2 separate regions of the Triticum aestivum genome follow, and region 2 is linked to region 1. Evidence: chromatin contacts called from public Hi-C data. All regions are on one chromosome and are shown on one strand. The core of a region is the stretch at or near the end of the contact, and the rest is flanking DNA. Distances in the headings are between cores, read along the strand shown.

What was found. A called contact is a pair of places that touch in the nucleus more often than the background predicts.
Region 2: a Hi-C map of leaf shows a contact between it and region 1, with 6 times the contacts expected there. The contact joins the enhancer-like site here to the promoter of LOC123163790 in region 1. A contact is called at or near these places in 2 of 5 Hi-C or Micro-C datasets (both in leaf).

Annotation. Positions count from the first base shown.
Region 1 is chr7D:485,100,662-485,103,258 of IWGSC CS RefSeq v2.1, forward strand. It overlaps LOC123163790 (phospholipase D alpha 2), which reads left to right and starts at 1,301. Exons shown (of 3, transcript XM_044581170.1): 1 at 1,301-1,584; 2 at 1,893-2,597. The coding sequence starts at 1,477.
Region 2 is chr7D:485,243,967-485,246,563 of IWGSC CS RefSeq v2.1, forward strand. No RefSeq gene overlaps it. Among protein-coding and RNA genes, the nearest start is that of LOC123164589, 11 kb to the left of the region's middle. Within about 2 kb of position 1,310, at least 1 of the 8 cell types and tissues checked has an H3K27ac peak or open chromatin away from gene starts, as enhancers often do. A contact at or near this core is called in leaf, where this site is marked.

The sequences.
Region 1 (2,597 bases), core at 51-2,550:
CGACCAAGACCAGGCGGGCGTTAGCACGCACAGTGTCCTCGTTTCCAGGAAAAGGTTTTCATATCGGTGCAACGAGACCAAGACCAGCAGGACGGCAGGACGGAGGTCACCGTGGAGCCCAAGACGGCGTCACCACCAGAGCCTTTGGCAGGCGAAGACCACCTTTAGTCAGGATAGCTTGTACTAGCTGTCCCCTTTCAAATTGGCCGTTGTGGCATCCCTTCCCGCTCAATATTTGGGAAGAGGACCGGGGCCTCTATAAATAGGACTAGCCACCATAGTAGGAAGGGACTGAGCTGGAACTCATTCAGTTCATCCTCACACCCACCAAGCACAAGAACACCTCTCCTCAGGAGGCTGTTCTTCCCCTTGTACTGTTCATCCTCAGCCCGAGAGGCAATCCACCACACCACACTGGAGTAGGGTATTACACCACAACGGTGGCCCGAACCAGTATAAATCTTGTGTTCCTTGTGTTGCGAGTTCATCTAGCTAGCCTGTGAGATCGCGGTGAGGGCGAGGGCGAGATTCAGTAGGGGGAAATCTTCGTGCGCACCCCAGTGTTCGAACCTCAAGGGTTTTGCCGGAACCCGAAATCCGACAGGGAATATGTGCAGGAGGGGGGTGGCGACGGAGGAGATCTGGTCGCCCCTGGGAGGGCGACACGAGGGAGGAGCGGGGGGTGATGAACTATTTCTAGTGCAAAGATGTTTTTAAATTTGCAGTACGAGATTTACGAGTTTTGTTCTGCCGGAGCCTTTGCGTTCCCGCAAAATTGTTTTCGAGGGAACCCTAAAGCGATATTGCAGCACCGGGTTTTACCGGATACTATAAAATGGCTGGATCTCCGTTTTATACCGAGAAATGAAGCGAGCTTGACGACAGTGATAGTGCGCGCATGGTAGTAGAGTACTCCAGTGCCGCGCTCGTGCTCCGCGTGGACGGCAATGGCATCTCCTCCCTCTGTTTCTCATCGTACGCGCACGCTGGAGCTCTGCGATCTGTAGCGTTGACGCCATGTGACCCCTGCTCCAAAAAAGTGCCAGGCAGCCCCGAGTGCTTTGGCCCCTCCCGCGGTCCCGCCTTTGCTCCCACTTCGTCTTTCTCGTTTGGAAAGATATACATATATTACGAGAATACAAAGCATTAATCACAGAACCAAAATGGCGTGATGCATTTTCGGCGGCTATTAATTCCGTGCATTACTAGTTTCCTCCCGCCATTAATTTCTTCCAGCAATCTTCTGCTGGTTCGTCCTACTTTACGTCAACATTTTGCTCCATCTCTCTGACTCTCGCCCTCTCTCTCCTATTGGACGGACGGTCTCAGACCCCTTTGCCTTAGCCCGTAAGGTTACGTGGAAATTGTGATTTTCCTTTTCCTTGGCCTGCCCTTCTTGGCGCATTGTTTCGTCCGTCTCCACACAGCCTGAAGCTCTCCTGGGACTGACCTGGGAGGTGAGACGGCGCGGCAGCAATGGCTCACCGGCTGCTGCACGGCACCCTCCACGCCACCATCCTGGAGGCCGACAACCTCACCAACCCCGACCGCGCCACCGGCGGCGCCCCCCAGATCTTCCGCAGGGTCAGTCAGTCACTCCCCTTCCTCCCCTCTTTGCACTTGCTGCAACCACGGCAGAGTGTAAGCAGAGTAGATTGCGTCCGTAGAATAGAAAATCAAGAAAATATCCCGCTCCCTTCGAGCCCAGAGATCTGAAATCTTGTTCCGCGGCAGAGGAATTCTTGGTTTTTTGTACATGGAGGAGAAATTCTTTGGCTCCTAAAAGGAGATGCGAATTTTACAGTCTGCTGTTCGCTGCTGGAGTAGTAGATTTGTTTGTTTGAATGCGTAGGAAGCTTGTCCGATTGGTAAAGAATCTTGTCTGGTTGCAGTTCGTGGAGGGGTTCGAGGAGACGATCGGGCGCGGCAAGGGGTCGACGCAGCTGTACGCAACCGTCGACCTCGGCAAGGCGCGCGTCGGCCGGACGCGGGTCATCGCCGGCGACCCGGTGAACCCGCGCTGGTACGAGGACTTCCACATCTACTGCGCCCACTTCGCCGCCGACGTCGTCTTCACCGTCAAGGCCGCGCAGCCCATCGGCGCCACGCTCATCGGCCGCGCCTACCTCCCCGTCCGGGAGCTGCTCGACGCCGGCGGCCGGGAGATCGAGCGCCGGCTCGACGTCCTCGACCCGAGCAAGAAAAAGATCCACCACGGGCCCACCATACACGTGCGGCTCAGGTTCTGCGACGTCACCGCCAACCGCCGCGAGTGGGGCGCGGGCCTCGGCGGCGCGCGGCACCCCGGCGTGCCGTACACCTTCTTCTCCCAGCGGCCCGGGTGCAGGGTCACCCTGTACCAGGACGCGCACACCCCGGACGCGTTCGCGCCCAGGATCCCGCTCTCCGGCGGCCGGACCTACCAGCAGGGGCGGTGCTGGGAGGACGTGTTCGACGCCATCAGCGACGCGCGCCACCTGATATACGTCACCGGCTGGTCGGTGTACACCGAGATCACGCTGATACGGGACGGCTCCCGACCGCGCCCCGGCGGCGACGCCACCCTCGGCGAGCTCCTGAAGCGCAAGGCCAGCGAG
Region 2 (2,597 bases), core at 60-2,559, 140 kb after region 1:
AACTCATTTGTTGATGCATGCAGCTTGATTTGGATAAATTCTCTTCCATCATTTTTATTGCGGTTGAATTCTCTTTATCACTTGTGCTTTATGATTCATTTGCTTTGCATTGCACTTTCAGTTAATGGCACCATTGGCATCGAGTTAGCTGTTAATTGTGAATTCATGAAGGTTTGTTTGCCCCCAGTCTAGTGGTGAGTTTTGTTGGTCAAAATTGTAACACAGGAAAATAATAATATCTTTATACAATTTACAAATCCTTATTCTCCTAAACTGAGACCAGAGCTGTGGTCTGTACTGACCGCAAAATTACCTACTCCCTCAGTTCCTTTTTATAGGACGTTTTAGACAGCTGATTTTGAACTGTTTTTGAGAGCTGTCTGAACTATCTAAACGTCTTATACAAGTGAACGGAGGGACTAGTAGAAATGGCTGCTGATTATGCATGCGTGTATTTTCCTTTGCTAGCCAAAAATCAATGTCTATTATATGTACTATTCTGTTTCTGCCTCCGCTGCCGATTCGGCTTCCTTATGGTTAACCCTATTATGTACTCCCTCCGTTTGGAATTACTTGTCTCGGAAATTGATGTATCTAGAACTAAAATACGTCTAGATACATCCATTTCTGCGACAAGTAATTCCGAACGGAGGGATTACTTGTCTCGGAAATGGATGTATCTAGAACTAAAATACGTCTAGATACATCCATTTCTGCGATAAGTAATTCCGAACGGAGGGAGTACATATGCATGCATCATCGACGCAAGTGACCTGGGAGGCTGGGAGGGAGGCTTGAGTGATGTAATGATGGTGAAGTATCCGGAAAGCTATGTATGTGTGCTTAGCAAAAGTTTCCTTCGAGGTGTTTACATAGTAGGTATTTCCGTGTTGTTGTTCCAGTTCAGGGTATGTGCATCCATACAGGCGGGTTCTTAATGGTAAAGAAAGGGTTTTGCTACACAGTTGCTGAACTGATATTCCCGGAAACATGTTGTAGGTTTTGCCAACTGATTTCTCTAAGAAAAGTTAGTCCCAGAACTGATAACACAAGAAGCATAGTAGATCCATTTTATTATTATTAGTAATATCCTCCATACACTGCGGGGACTGATACGGGGCAGAAGAAAGGTGTGGTGCCGATTGTGCCCGTTGTTTACCAGTTCACGTAAAGCCCGATGCTGTGAATGTATCACTGTCAGCGGCCTCACGGTTGCCGAAAGAAGCCTCTTGGAAAGATAGACTGGGATGCTAGGGAGCTGACGGTAGCTGAATTGTCGATGTTTTCGTTGTCTCCGCTAAGCTGCTCGGCTCTTCTAGAAGCCCTCGTGCTCGAAAGCTACGCCGTGCGAAAGCAGGGACGACGGAGATGGCGGGGCAGAGGTGGTAAAGGAGCAGGAAACAGGTGACAAGTTTCGTCCTCCGTCGTGTAGCCGTGCGGCGATGGTGCCGCCTCCCTTGCACTCACTGCCCACCACCGCGTGCCGAACATAATTCCGCCACTGTTTCTTGACTGGCTGCAGTGCAGCCAAGGTTGTGACTGCATTCCGGTGGATGGAGACGAGGTGAGCTGCTTCACCCAGTCACGCACGCTGGTCGAAGACTGGTCCGCCATGTCCGGATTGCTTATCGGCGCCGCAGGCAGCTTCGGTACGAACGGTACAAGCTGCCCCAGATCAGAAGGCATTTTTAGGTGTGCGTTGTACGTGCTTCCTCTGCAAGGAAAAAAGGCGTAGAGTATTTTTGGCTGGACTGTTGACCGAAACCAATGTTTGATCCTAACCAGGGCCGCCAGATATAGGAATTTGGCATGTCTAGGCAGAACAGGCAACGTGTTCTTGCCGTCAAGGCATAGACAGACTAGTAATAAACACGTAAAGCACGCTCGCGTGCAGCTATTTAGATCAGACAAAGTGTTTGGTCAATCAGGTAAAGAACAGGTGTTCTCTTGTTATGCCTAACACGTTTGACAATTCGCGTGCTTGGCCATTGAGGCACGAACTGTACGGTCGTACGGCAGTGCGTGTGTTCTCTTAGTTATACCGAACACGCTGTCTCATCCACTGTGATATGCAGTACTTCCTTCGTTCCAAAATAGATAACCCAACTTTGTACTAATTTTGCAAAGTTAGTATAAAGTTTGGTCATCTATTTTGAAACGGAGGAAGCTTGCCAAAATATCTGGTTAGTGACAAGACTCTTTTTTTTTGCGGGGTGGTCAGTGACAAGACTCATGGACTACAATGTGCGTGGGCACATTGGTAAAGGGACCTTAGGCACGGCGGGAGACTTAGGGTTCTATTTGCAGCGTCGAAATTACGTAGTCATATACTTTGGAAAGTTAGCTTCGTCTCCTTGCAAGTTTTCTACTTCCTCCGTTCCTAAATAATTGTTTTTTTAGAGATTTCAACAAGTGACTACATACGGAGCAAAATGAGTGAATCTACACTCTAAAACATGTCTACATACATCCGTATGTTGTAGTCCATTTGAGATGGCTAGAAAGACAATTATTTGGGAACGGAGGGAGTATTTTTTTAAGAAACCCGTAACTTTATTCATACTCATAACAATTACAGGTACACTGATTTGGACCTA